2 separate regions of the Zea mays genome follow, and region 2 is linked to region 1. A link is a contact called in public Hi-C data. All regions are on one chromosome and are shown on one strand. Each heading gives the region's core, a stretch centred on a gene start, on an enhancer-like site or on the middle of the called end of the contact. The rest is flanking DNA. Distances are from core to core; before and after follow the strand shown.

The links. A called contact is a pair of places that touch in the nucleus more often than the background predicts.
Region 2: a contact with region 1 is called in a Hi-C map of ear, with 2.9 times the contacts expected there. The contact joins the enhancer-like site here to the promoter of LOC100193537 in region 1. A contact is called at or near these places in 2 of 25 Hi-C or Micro-C datasets (ear and tassel).

The regions. Positions count from the first base shown.
Region 1 is chr5:44,644,611-44,651,992 of Zm-B73-REFERENCE-NAM-5.0, reverse strand. It overlaps LOC100193537 (nramp aluminum transporter1), which reads right to left and starts at 2,409. Exons shown (of 14, transcript NM_001138648.1): 1 at 2,310-2,409; 2 at 1,165-1,326; 3 at 736-814; 4 at 600-640; 5 at 399-477; 6 at 171-275. The coding sequence starts at 1,293.
Region 2 is chr5:45,309,431-45,317,194 of Zm-B73-REFERENCE-NAM-5.0, reverse strand. It overlaps LOC100273882, which reads left to right. Exons shown (of 18, transcript NM_001362448.1): 16 at 113-325; 17 at 1,159-1,801; 18 at 1,883-2,087. The coding sequence ends at 1,779. Among protein-coding and RNA genes, the nearest start is that of LOC100273882, 22 kb to the left of the region's middle. Within about 2 kb of position 2,729, at least 3 of the 20 cell types and tissues checked have an H3K27ac peak or open chromatin away from gene starts, as enhancers often do. A contact at or near this core is called in ear, where this site is marked.

The DNA of each region.
Region 1 (7,382 bases), core at 1,160-3,659:
CTAGTTTGACAGACAATTTACCAAAGCAAACTGTAATTTCCAATTTATATCTAGTAAAGAATTAGTTTCACACCATCTGCAGTATTATTAAATGGCTGGATAAAACCCAAGTAGCTCTGTGCTTAAATTTAAAAAACATGCAAAAAGCAACTGAAATGTATTTTTGATACCTTCAGGAATGTCACATGCAACAACAGCAAGTTCTGCAAGAATCCATAAGACAAAATTTGTGACCTTGGGATACTCAGCCCTGCAATGCTCTGCAAGATGTTTCCCTGTACACAGAGGAATTTCACAAACTATTAGCAATGCTCACAAGGCTTTGTTGTTGTTGTATTAGCAATGCTCACAGGGAAGGATTGAAGGATGCAATAAATTAACAAACATAAAATACCAACCTGTCACAACCCCTAGCCTGGCTGCAAGTGATTGAATAATAAGAGCAGCACAGGATGCAACAAGTATGATCCAAAGAAGCTGCAATTGAAGAGTCTTTGTTAGAGAGAAGCATGGCTTAACTGAATGGAAGAAACAAAAAAGAAAAAAAAACACAACACACACACGCACAAGTGGGAACATAAGACTGAAGCAGCAGGCACCTCATATTTGTACTGTGCTCCAGCCTGTAGATCCGTCTCAACTGCAAGACACACCAAAAAATTTGTGAAGAATACACAATAGATGGAAGGGAAATACTCAATGAGAATCGAAGAAAAGTGAATCCGTTAATCTTACAGTTTCCAGGATCAATATATGCAATTGAGACGAGAAATCCAGGCCCTATGTATGAGAATAAGTTCTTCCAACTGTTTTTCTGTCAAAGTGATATGTCAGGCAATAGTTAGTTTCTCATCATTATGAAGGCATAAGATCTGGAGATACAAAAGTTAGTAGAGCAATCTAAGTATATCATTGTTTCCTATTCACTTGTTGACTATTCCTTCTATTTCTCGATAAAAGCTAATGTTCAGTTCATCATTCTTTCTACACTATGGCGCATCAAGTTTGAAACTTCAGATGGCACACATCACGACAACATATTCAGAGGAAGATTATCTTGAGAAAGAAAGAGCGAGACTAACAATTAAGCTTATATGTTAGCTGTCACGGAGACATCTTGTTCTTTTCCAAAATCAAGCACGGGCTATCAAAAGTATAGCATACCTCTGGAATAACAATTTGATCAACATCTATGCTTTCGATAAGAGGAGTGCCGGGGCCATTGGAGCGGTTACTCCTCCCAACGCTGGTGATAAATTGTGGCTGGGATGAGCATTGACCTGGGACACTCATATCGCTCTCACCAAGAAGTCTGAACCCCCTGTTCTGCAAGCACAAGGCAGCAAGGGGGTGTTATTTATATAGGTACTCTTCCAAGTGACGCTAGCTTTGTGCCGTGAGTTTGAAAAATATGCCTAGCGGGGGTTTGACAAATTCTCCAGTAGGATAGCACGAATCAGTACCACCACAGGCCACAGGCAGGCGAAGATAAGATAAACGAGCGACCAGAGCACAGTGCATCGAAGACAAAGTGGAGATCACTGTATGTGTTTGGAAACCGGAAAAGTAGTAATTTCAATTTTTTTGAACCTAACTTGATCCAGCAAATGGGACGACGCCGGGCACCTACTTTACACATGATGAAATATTCCCCAGAGCAGATTGAGCGGTCTAGAGCTAAAGGCAGTTGAGCGTGTGATCAGCAGCGGAGCATCAGGAATATAGAAATGACAGCACGTAGTATTGAAATGCAAGGCTCGACCTTTTCCCCATACCTAAGCTAATCGACGCAACAGAATCCTACGGACACAGGCGCATGCGAAGGGAGAAACTAAAACAGTCAAAAAGGGTCGCTCGCAAGTGGCGTGTGGTTACCAATCAATCTCGGACACCACAAATGCAACAACACCTAACAACCACTTGCTGAAAAAGTTAGCTACCAAATCGAAATTAGATTGAACCTGGTTGCCCGAAAGAGGAGGAACGAAGATCACAGAGCCGAGCAGCCAAGCTTACAGGCTACTGACGCAACCGAAAGGAACGTTTGCGTGCGTGCATACATCTGCTATGGCAGTGAGAAGAGTCAAGAGTTCAATCTTTCTCCGCCCGGCCGCCGCCATGGGCAGCAGGGAAGAAAGAAAAGAGAAACTGTCTTTGGCGTGCCTGCCGCAGTACCACGGAACTGCCCACCACCGCAGCCGCACCAAGGCGGTGTCGCAACGGGTTGCCCGGATCTGAGGCGGCGCGGACCCGTGACCCCAGGGAGACGGAGTCACGGAGGAGTCCCAATGGGAAGGCCGAAGGCGTACCTGCGGGTCTCGGCGAGGCCGCGTGAGGAGCCGAAGCAGAGCAGAGGGGGAGAAGAAGACAGCACAGCAGAGGCGCCGCGACTCGTCTCCCGCTCTCTCGCTCGTTCCGAACACGACGGTGACTGCACGGAGCTCTCTCCCCCGCCTTTGCTTGTGCGGCCGTTGTGCGCTGCGGGACTCTTCCTTTTTGTCATTTTTACAAAATTCACTTACTTCCCGTTTGGATTATTGAAATTGAATTACATTCTAATAACAGTAATTTAGTCATATATCAATTAAGCTAATTCGATTTTATACAAAATATATTTATATAATATTATTAGCAAGATGTCGAAAATATTTATGTGCTATATTTTTACTATAAGGGAGTGAGACGAAGAGTGTCATGTAAGTTATAGATTAGAAACCAATTCTAGTCATGCATAAAATCATTTCTCACCCTCCATCCCATTAATTTGAGATAGGCTTATATATTAACTTTAGAAAGTGGTGGAATGTCAAATTCCAAACTAAATAAGTTACTTTATTGAGTGAATTCCAATTCCTCTAAATGAAGGGATCCAAACGTCCCGTTAGGTCTGTTCGGTTAGTTCTCAATCCATGCGAATTATGTGGGATTGGGTGAATTTAAATCCAAAAAAGTTAAATTTCTTCTTAATTTTTTTAATCTCATCCAATTCATGGATAACGGAATTAACCGAACACTGCTGATGTGTTTGGTTGAGGAGCGGAGAGAAATGGAACGGCTCCATTCTTATTTTTTTGATGTTTGGTTTCCAATGGAGGAGAGCGGAGCGGCTCCTGAAATCTATATATGGCAAATATTTGGGATGCTCTCGCTCCACCAAAACAATCGGATGCGAGCTCTCTCACGGACGCGAGCGCTCTTCTCCCTCTCCTCCACTCTACATTTATATGGCTCTCCAATCAAACAACGAACGAAACGGCTTCACTCTATTCTACTTTTCAACCAAACAAAAATGAAGCGGTTTTGTTCTGCTCGTCAAACACAGAATAAAATGTCTTAATTCCTAGAAACCGAAATGGAACTGCCTCCTCAACCAAACGTATAGTTAATCATACAACTCACTCACTAACGAAGTTTTATTTATATAGCAAAAAAGTTAATTTTTCCTAGGCTGCGAGCCTGCGATGGTTGATGGAGCACGTTTTGCCCGGAGATGACAGATGAGTCCAATGCTGACTGCCCACCTCGGTGACCGAGTCCACCGTGTTTCTCTGCCAGCATACCCGGGCACGTGGCACACGGCACCGCCACGGCCACCAGCTCGTGATTCATCCACCGACGCTGTAATATATAAAGAAGGTGTTTCTATACACTAGAGATAATAGTTAGTTAGCTAAAAAGTTGTTAGTAGAATTAGCAAGCTAACAAATAGTTAGCTAACTAGTAGCTAATTTACTAAAAATAGTTAATAGCTAAAATATTAGCTAAAGTGTTTAGATGTCTCTACCTAATTTTAATCACTAATTATTAGCTTTATTGCATTCAAACATCTCCTTAATTTTATGAAATTCTATGCAAAGGCTCTCGTTATGTGGAATTCAAATCCACAAAAAAGTTACCAGATTGATAAATTTCATGAAACGAGATGCTAAAAACAGAATTTTGTATATCCTCGATTCTATTCTGCTACTAGTAAGTTGTTAGCGTCTTGCGCGATGCGTTTAACATATAAATTGCTCCTTCAAACACATAGGAGCATCAAAATATATTGGTACATAGAAGTAACAATTATCAATCAAGTCAACACCAGTTAAAAATGAAGACCTTCATCCTATAATTAACACTTCGTCTTTATACAGATTTACAATTATGTCCAACAAGGTTTTACATATACTGTTTACAAGTGATATAAGGACAATATCGTATTTTCTCCGCCTTCGGCTTTGCGGGTCTCAGCCTTCGTTGTTCAGTAACCTTCTTTTTGGCTCGTGCCCGAAGTCATTGCCTTCGACAGTCGTCTCTGCTACTTGCATATAGATGAAGCGTACTTGTTTACTGCTTGAGCCAAAGGTTAGCTTCGTATGCAAGTGAAAACATTCCTGAAACACACTTATTCACGTCGAAGCTATATGCTAGACAGATAATTGTTTCTTCGTGAACATGTGATCTTCGACATGACCTTTATTGTACTCTTAAAGCACAACTATGCAATACAGTTGATAAGAGGACCTTCGGCAATGTAGGCTCCTAACAGGAAGTTGACCATGCTTGTTACCTTCGGCTACATCAAAAACACCAGAACAAAGGAAGTTGTGTTTGACATCATCAACAAGGAGTTTCCATATAATAAAATCATTGGAAGAGGGTTACTCAATGCCTTCAAAGCAGTTTTACACTACACTTTATCTGCATGAAAATACTAAGCAATCAAGGCATTATATCAGTCCATGGAAGTCAAGAAGCCGCAAGAAGGGTTGAAGGAACCTAGCAAGAGTCCAAGGCTATCCATAATATCGACGAAGCTAAAACTCAAGCTCAAGTGCAAGACAAACAAGTCAAAGAAAAAGCAACTTCAATATATCAGTCGAAGCCAGTCCTCCTCTACAAAGATGTCGATGGTCAAAGGGTTTTATTATGTCCTCAACTAGCTTCGAAACATGGAGCAACCCTCAAAAGATTCTTGTTTCACAACAAAGATGTCTTTGTTTGGTTAGCTAATGACCTATCTGGAGTTGATAAAAGCATCATAGAGCATGCACTCAACATAGATCTAAACATTAAACCAAGAAAGCAAAGGCTTTAAAAGATGTCCGATGATAAGCCAAAGGTGCGATGGCTAATGTAAAAAAGACTCCTTAGTGTTGGAGTAGTAAGAGAAGTTACCTACCTAGAATGGCTTGCCAACATGGTCATGGTAAAGACATCAAATGGAAATGGAGGATGTGCATTCATTTCACATATCTCAACAAAGCTTGTCTGAAGGATGTATTAACCTTGCTAAGAATTGACTCCCTTATGGATGCATCAGCTACTTCGGAGCTCGTGAGCTTGCTAGACTATTATTGGGAAAACGCTCCTGCTTCAAATGCGGTAAGTTTGGTCATTTTATAGCACAATGTCCTGATAATGATAATGATCAGGCACAAGAAAAGAAAGGGAAGGAGAGAGAAAAACTACAGGAAGGCGAAGGGCGAGGCGCACATTAGCAAGGAATGGGACTCCTACTGTTCTTCATCCGACTCTGATGATGAAGGACTGGCTGCCTCTGCCTTTGACAAAACCTCCCTCTTCCCCAATGAACATCACACATGCCTCATGGCTAAGGAGAAGAAGGTACGTACACGAGATACCCCCAAGTACACTTCTTCTAGTGATGAGGAATCTGATGATGATGTAGACTATAGTGATCTCTTTAAGGGTTTAGATAGATCTAAAGTAGATAAAATCAATAAATTAATTGATGCCCTTAATGAGAAAGATAGGTTGTTAGAAAAACAAGAAGATATTCTTTATGAAGAACATGATAAACTTGTTAATGCTGAAAAATCTCTTGCTTTAAAAGTTAAGAGAAATGAACTTCTTTCTTCTGAATTATCTTCTTGTAATGATTCTCTCTCTAGTCTTTAAAGTTTAAATGTTGATTTAAATGCTAGGCTAGAAAAAGTGAATATTACTAATTCATTTGTGGAGCATGTGTCTATTTGTAACAGGTGTAAAGATTTTGATATTGATGCTTGCAATACTCATGCTTCCACTATTCTTAAGTTGAATAATGATGTTGCAAATCTTAATGCTCAACTTAAGACTTGCAAGAATGAAAATGATAAAATAAAATTTGCTAGGGATGTCTACACCATTGGTAGACATCCCTCCATTAAAGATGGACTTGGTTTTCAAAAGGGAATCAAGAACTTAACAAGCCAAAGGACTTCCAATCTCATCAAGGAGAAAGGGAAGGCTCCTATGGCTAGTAGCTCTTATTCTTCTCATGATAAAAAGAATCATGATTATTTGTATGCCCATGTTAAGAATGCCTCTAACATTGCTCATCATGATAGTTGTTATAATCATGTTGTTTTACATGTACGTCATGATGTTGTTTTTGATTCTCATGCCATGTTTGCATCGTTAGCTCTTCATATGTTCATGGTTGGAGTAGATCTAGGCACCATGTTGTTTCTCATGTGCCTAGAAGCACATCTAGTGGTCCAACTATGATTTACCACACTTATGATGCTTCATTTGTGCTTATGTGTAAAACTGATAAAGTAGTTGCTAGAAATTTGGGGCCTAAGTGCAAGAGAGACAAAACTTGCATCTGGGTTCCAAAGTCTTATGTGTCTAACCTTGTAGTACCCAACAAGAGTTGGGTACCTAAAACCCAAGATTAAATTACCTTGCAGGTTTATGCAACTAGGGGCATAAGCTAGATTATTGACAGTGGATGCACAAACCACATGACGGGGGAGAAGAAGATGTTCACCTCCTACGTCAAGAATAAGGATTCCCACGACACAGTCATATTTGGTGATGAGAATCAATGCAAGGTCAATGGGTTGGGTAAAATAGCCATCACTACCGAGCATTCAATTTCTAATGTGTTCTTAGTAGAATCGCTTGGTTACAATTTATTGTCTGTAAATCAATTATGGCATATGGGATATAATTATTTATTTACAAATATTGATGTATATGTCTTTAGAGAAGTGATGGTCCATTAGCTTTTAAAGGTGTATTAGATGACAAGCTTTATTTAGTTGATTTCACTAAAGAGAATGCCGATCTAGATGCATGATTAATCGCTAAGACTAATATGGGCTGGCTCTGGCACCGCCGTCTAGCAAATGTTGGAATGAAGAATCTTCATAAGCTTCTAAAGGGAGAACATGTGTTAGGACTAATCGATGTCTATTTTGAGAAAGATAGACCTTGTGCATCTTGCCAGGCAGGAAAACATGTGGGAACTACTCATCCAGGAAAAAATGTGATGACAACGTCAAGACCACTAGAACTCCTCCATATGGATCTCTTCGGGCATGTTGCTTATCTTAGCATCGGGGGAAGTAAGTATGGTCTTGTAATTGTTGGTGATTTTTCCCGCTTCA
Region 2 (7,764 bases), core at 1,480-3,979, 660 kb before region 1:
AATATCTTGCAATGTTAATTAGTAACATATACCTCAAATATGTTTCAGTCCCAGTGCAGAAGTTATTTCTTACAGTTGTGGACATAACATCAATGTTATCTATTGCCTACAGAGTGCTGCTATATCTATTGCCAATGTTGAGGAGGCTTATAAGTGTGAATGTCAAAGCAAAGGAGTCATTGAGGAGGCCATCCAGTTTTGTTCATTTGACGAGCTTCTTGATGGTACAGATGCCACCGAAGATGTTGATGAAAATAGGCTACTCCCAGCAATGAACAAACTGTGGCCTTACTTGGTTATCTGTCTAAGGAACAAGATCTCAGTGGTACGTTTTTTCACATCTGGTTATTTTCCATTGTGTAAGCTCTGTTTGTTTTTTAGTACCCCCTACATCGTGTTGATTCATCAGTGTTATTTTTTTTCATTCTCTTTTTTTTCATTCTCCCTTGCACGAAGTCACGGTTCTTGGGTTTTGATCTGTCATACAGCTGTTTGACTAGGACCAGACATGTGGTTTAGGGGTCTAGCTCACCTTTTCTTTTTTTAGTTTTTATATGGGCACTCAATATGGTTTTGAACATTATTCAGGTGGATCATCTGAATTTGATACAATGCATGATGTTGCCTACTTCAGCTTTTAGTTCAACTCCTTGGTTCTTCATATCTTCCTTAATATTTCTCTATGTTTCAGTTGTATTCTAGTCATTGAACATGTAGTTTGCAATGGAAGGAAACCCAATTTATATGCTTGAGCTTGGGTCAGGAATTATAGTGGTCAGTTTGGATATCTATGGATTTTTGACATCTCCCTCCGTTTTTATTTAGATATCATATTTGCTTTAGTGCACAGACAAGGATGAGATTAACGCTGAGTTAATCCTTGTTTTTTCTGCTCCGTGCAATTGATGCTGCATCATACTCAGTACTCACGCTCGCATGCTCACCTGCATGCAGATTTAATTTTTCGTGGAAGGAACAGAGGGAGTATTAGTCAATAAACAACAAATTTATACACATTTATATTTTCTTGGCTCCTGGACTAGAGTTTTCATGTTGCATTTAGTTTATGGGGTACCTGCTTTTTCTCTAACTTTAACCTGATTGTATGCTACCTTCCTGAGGTGTAAGATATTCACTTACCATACTGTTGTTTTGCAGCCGGTTGTTAGGAAGTGCACCGAAATGTTGAGGCGAGCAATTTGCATATCTGGCGGCGATTTTTATGTACGCAGGTTTCATAAGGATGGACCTATTGTTTGGAGGTTGCTGGCTTTATCTCCATTCCGACGTCTGTCAAAGATGGATGAAAAAGCAATCATTTTACCATATAGGGATACCTCACTTAACTCAGAGGAACCTATGGCTGAGATCTCCAGCCAAAAGATTCAGATTGCAGTCCTGGACATGATCGCTGCAATATCTTCGAACAAGAGAAGTGCTGTTGCACTAGAAAGCGTACTAAAGAAGGTCTGTGGCCTTGTGGTAGGCATTGCCTACAGTAGTTTGACAGGTTTGCAGGAAGCTGCTATAAGGGCATTGGCAGGCCTTGCCTGCATGGATGCTGATCTTGTCTGGCTTCTCCTTGCGGATGTGTACTACTCACTAAACCAAAGGGAATCTTTACTTCCCAACCAAGATCTAGCCCTGGTATCAGATCTTTTGCCCCCTCCAGTGTCTTCGAGAGAATACCTCTTTGTACAGTATGGAGGTGAGGGTGTCAGGTGTGATGTAGATCCCTCATCTGTTCATTATGTGTTCAGAAGGATGCAGGGTGTGTGATCTTGTGTGACCTGAAAATCAGGTAGAATCCACAACTTTCCATCTATATCGACAGGTTTCTCTTTCACATTTCATTACTTAAGAATTCTACTTTTTTTTTCAGGTTCCTGATACTGTGTATTTGTAATCTTGCTGAGTTTCTTTGGTCATGCTAGCACCCTATGTCACACATTGAACATAATATCACCTGCTACAGAGAATGGTAAACTTTTTCATACGTGTTCTCGCACTGAAAATCATCAAGGTTGGTCACATGTCTGAAGAATGATTATGACAAGTCTTTACCACTTTGATCATAATTATATTAAGGTAGAAGTAGTGTGCTTTCTTCATTCTGCATATCCACTGTTAACCTTATAGATATCTGTACATTGCCATTGTACCATATGTTTTGGTGAATCTCGTCTAAAGTACCCTTGAAATCTTTCCAGCAAACATCAGGACTCATGATGACAATGAAGGATGTGATGGGTTTGTATCTGTTAGCCATATAAGGTTGCACGTTAAGCATGCCCCTGACTTGCCGGACGAGCAGCAAGACTTCGGGACCTAGATTGGCTAAGGCACTAAGAATAGAATAGCTTATCTACCGATATGTAAAGTCTTATTTCCACCTTTCGAATTCTTTTCCTCGGTAGCTAAGCTTATTTAGTTGCCTAATGGTCGATGTAATCTTTTTATTGTGTGATTCATTCCACTTTCATGGTATTTCCGCTCTTGTTACCTCCCTCTACCGCTTCTTCATCTACATCTAACCTCATGCCTGGCGACCTCTAATAAGTAACTGTTGATCCGGCCACATAATTGGAATGCCTTCGCGTGAGGTTGCCGGCCTTTGTGTCAGTCACTCAACATGCTCTCAACATGCTGAGGAAGGTCGTTGTTGTGCCGTAGCCGAGCGACGCAACAAGTGGCTGTTCAGAACACGGACAAGGTGATGTTGAACGTGTAGAAACAACGGCAGCGTGATGCGGAACGTCTGAAACAACGACAGCGTGATGCCGAATGCGTGGATGTAGAGCGCCTTCAAGTTTGTAAGGAAAATGGACTCCGGGCAGTTTGGCTAATTGAGTTTTGATGTTTAATGAATAACACAATCTATGAACTAATAAGTTTTTTAGTGTTTGTGTTTGTAGTTCACAGGATGCAATATTTACTTGCACTAAGGAATTGAGGAAAGCAACACCTCAAAAGAAGACATAAAATGATGCACAGAAGTTCAAGACTCAAGAACAAAAGAAGCCCGAAAAAATCAACGAAGAAACCTTGAAGAGGGCTGTCAGCCAGCGTCTGGTGGCGCATCGGACAGTGAACAGTACCTGTCCGGTGCGCACCGGACTGTTTGGTGGGACAACCGGACAGTCTGCGCAGAGAGGCCACAGACAGGTGCTCTCGGGCTGTAGCACCGGACTGTCCGGTATGCACCGGACAGACGACAACGGTCGGATCCAACGGTCGACTGCTACAGGCGTCAATGGTCGGCTGACGTGGCGTGCACCGGACACTGCACAGTGGCTGTCCGGTGGTGCACCGGACTGTACGGTGCACCCGACGACAGAAAGCTGCTGCTTTCTGTCCAACGGCTAGTTTGGTGATTGGAGGCTATAAATACCACCCCAACCGACCATTCTCAGGTGTGGGAGCCCAAGCAACATACCAAGGCATATAATGCACATTTCCAAGAGCTCAAACACCCAAGTGCTTAATAGAATCACTCGGTGATTAGCGTAGGTGCTTTGCGAAGTGCTTAGGTTAGATAGACCGCTTTAGCGCTTGCTCTAGGTGAACCCTAGTTAGTTGAGTGAGTTTAGACAAACCACACAACCCCTTGACTCTTGCGTGAGCCGTTGTAATTGTACCGAGTGGGGCGAGAGTCTTGCGAGACCGTGACAACCGCGTTTGTGTCACGGCCGCCACCGTGTACCGGAGGGAACGAGGCCCGCGGCGTTTTGGCTAGAAGCTCGATAGTGGAGACGGCGGGGAGCGTCCGAGAGGAGCCGGAAGCGGAGCACCACTTGCGAGTGGAGAAGGCCCGCGGCTCTCTACGGAGTTACTCGACCGTGGTGCTTGGCCCTCGCGTGGGCTTCCCTTTGCGTATGGGCACCAACGAGGATTAGTCGGGACCTTGCGTGGTTCTGGATACCTCGGTAAAAATACTGGCGTCATCCACGAGAGTTTGCTTCTCTACTTTGCTCTTTAAGTTTCCGCATTTATATTAAGCATCTAAGTTTCAATCTTGTATTCATACTTATATAGTGTAGATTGAAACTTAGCCATTGTGGTAGAGATAGCAACACTTAGACAAAACCTCTTTGCACTCTCTAGTTTGATTACTTGCATAGGTTTTGCTCTAGGGATTTATTTGTGGCCTAGTTTAGTGAAAGTTTTAGAAGTCCTAATTCACCCCTCTTAGGCGTCACCCGTTTCCTACAAGTGGTATCAGAGCCCGGTTTGGCTCATTTGAAACGCTTTAACTTCACCGCTAAAAGAGTCGACGCTTTTTAGAGGAAGGGGTGGATACCCATAGGCCAACACACTTCGACAGCACTAACTTCCCATATTATAGTGCTAGAATGGCTTGTTACCTAGAGGCCGTTGATCTAGGTGTTTGGAGAGTCACTCGTGACGAGATGAAACCCCTCAAGGATCCCGAGAAACCCACCACGAGTGAGGAAAAAGAAATCCATTTAAATGCTAGAGCCAAAAATTGCTTGTATGAATCTCTTAGCATTGATATTTTTAATCAAGTATTTACCTTGAAAACTGTTAATGAGATTTGGCTAAAATTGCATGAGCTCCATGACGGCACATGTAATGTCCGTGAGCAAAAACATTGCCTAGTCTTAAATGAGTATAATTCTTTTGCTATGAAAGATGATGAGCTTGTTAGAGACATGTATTCTCGTTTGAATTTAATTATCAATGAGCTCAATTCTATTGGCATTAATAAGCTAGGTGATGCGGACATTGTGAGGAAGATTATCTCCCTGCTACCGCAACAAAGATATGGAAGCATCATCACTATCCTTCATAACATGGAGGACTTGAGCAACATGACCCCGACCATTGTGATTGGGAAAATTGTGGCCTTTGGGATGTCGCGAAAAATGAGTCAGGGAGAGGAGCCAACTTCCTCAAGACCATATGCTTTTGCATGTGAAGAAAGGAAAGGGAAAAAAGGCTCCCACTCCAAGTTCCTCAAGCGAAGAAGAGGAAGAAGAAGAAAGTGATGATGATGAAGATAATCAACCATACACATCATCCTCCGAGGACGAAGAAACAATCCGACGCGTCGGAAAGGTAATGAGGATGATCCGCAAGATTAATCTAATGGGTGTGCCCCTGCAGGTCGAGGATCTTCTCTTTAACATTGATAGGAAAAAGCAAAGGAAGAGAGGATGCTTCGCATGTGGGGAGAAGGGCCACCTCAGGGACAACTGTCCAAATATGGCCAAACCCAAAAAGGAGAGGAGCAAAGGCAAGGCGCTAACAAGTGTTAGAACTTGGGATGACTCTTCAAGTGAAGATGAACCTCCAAGGACGCGCAGCCACCGGTCCTCATCACGCTCATCACAGTCATCACACAAATGCCTTATGGCAAGAGGTAACAAAAGCATTCCATCCTCTAGTGATGAAAGTAGCAGTGATGAAGAAGGTGAGGGAAAGCCCTCCGTAGATGAGCTTGCGGAAGCCGCAAATTTTTTCCAAGATGTTTGCACTAAGCAAAAAGCTCAACTTAAAACTTTGAAAAATAAGTTGGTTAGCTCTCAAAATGATTACAAAGGTTTGCTAGAAAAATTTGAAACTTTTGCAAACTTAAATAGTGAGCTATCAACTAAAATTGAGCTATTAGAATCTAGTGCTCCATCCACTGCTACCGATGATAGCCTTATTAAAAAGAATGAAAAACTTAAGGCTAAGTTAGCTAGCTCCCAAGAAGCTATTGAAAATTTGCTAGAGAAAATGGAAATTCTTATCACACATAATAATGAGCTAACTACTAAGCTAGAAAATATTGGTAGCACCCCAGCAGCATCTTTAGTTGAAATATCTGAAATAATTAAGAAAGATGCTTCTACTTCCTGCTTTGATTTAATTGATGATTCTAACCCCTGCAACCAAGTCATTGTTGAGAATATTGTTGTAGAGACATGTTTGGATGAGGTTGCAAAGGAAAATGAACAATTAAAGCAAGAAGTGGCTCGCCTTGGCAAGGCTTTGTATGACAAGAAAGGCAAAGCCAAACAAATCCGATCTCCATAGGATAACACCACTGCAAGAGTGAACAAGCCTATGGAGGGAGAAACTGTGATTTGTAGGCTATGCCACATGGAAGGCCACAAGTCTTTCCAATGCAAGGCGATGACCGAGGATAAACAAAGGCAAAAGCTCAAGCAAGAGTCATCAAGCAAAATCTCCAACACCTACATCAAAAAAGTGGACAAAAAGACTGCTACACCATATTTGATCAAGAAAAAGAATAGAAAGGTGATAGCAATCAAGGCCAACAAGCAAGCCAACAAAGGAAAAGGGGCCAAACGCATCTGGGTGCCAAAGGAAATAATTTCAACCATGAAAAGCACCAAGAAGGTTTGGATCCCGAAAGAGAAGTGAGTGGATCGAAGGTCTTCGAGAAATTTGGAGACTTGGCAAATTTGGGATGTATATCATGGGATACATCAAATTGGATCAAGTTTATTGCCAAGCGGGTTAGTGAAAATTTTGGACCCAAATTTCCCACCCATGACTAAGGTAACTAGTTTTATTGTATCTCTTGTTTTTAGATATGCGTATCTATTTACTTTGTATCTAGTTTACCTTTCTTGCCTAGTATTACATTTGTTATTTACTTTTGTTTAAAAATTATGCATACTAGGTACATCACATGGTAGGATTGCTTGCTTTCAATTCATATACTTAAGCAAACCTACATGGTTTAAAATGTTTAGTTAAGCACGGCACATAGCTTCTATATCACTCCATAGTAAATGATGCATCAATTGAAAATTTTGATTTCTACAAGCTGTATCATTTAACTTATATGTGCCAAAGTTCGGATTATGGATAATTTGCCCCTCTTGATATCAAATCAAAGTGCATGTCTCCTACAAGTATTCAAAACTTGTATGCACACCTTCAGGGGGAGGTTATTCTATAATCTAATACTTTGAGACTAACACCTTTTCAAGTCTATTTCATGTGATAGTCTCATTGTAAGGAAAATAAGGTCCCCGGAGAAAGACAACAATCTTCCACTGCAAAATCTCCAAGAACTCTCATGTCTCTCAAGCTCGCCATTGACCCTCAATTGGTATCTTTTGAGACTACATTTAGTATCATTTACATGTCTTCTCCAACATTTGATTAGACTATTTTTCATATCATATACTTCCATGTTGCTAAAAATGCATAAGTACTTAACTCATATTCTGTTACCTATGCATAAGGGAAGTTAGTCTTTTCAAATCTTGTCTTGCACCTCTAATTTTCACATGCTTTTTCCTAAGTAGAGGATCTCTGTCAGGGGAGTATTTCTTCATCTCTAAAAAGGGGGAGAAACTTCTTTCTAAATAGAACACTCGTTTAGGGGGAGTAATTCTTTCAACTGGTACCATACTTGTGGTTTAATTTAATATCCTTCTAGTGGTATCATCTGATAAAATCCTTGATGAGGGCAAGCTTTATTTACTTCCTTCATGCTTTCAATGTCTTCCTTTTCAGTGGTTGATGCCAAAGGGGGAGAAGTTTAGGGACCAAAGCAATGAAAGCTATATCAAACACCAAACACCACAAATTTAAAATTTTATATCTACAAATAGTTTTTCAAGTGGTTTTGGTTATTTGGTCCTAAAATAGGAAGTAAGTGAATTATGGAGTTAGAGGGAGGCTTAAGTCCATAATATCACATTGTGGGGACAAACATGCATCCTAGCAAGTAGATTGCATATTTTCATTTAAATAATTGTATTATTTGCTTTGGTTGTG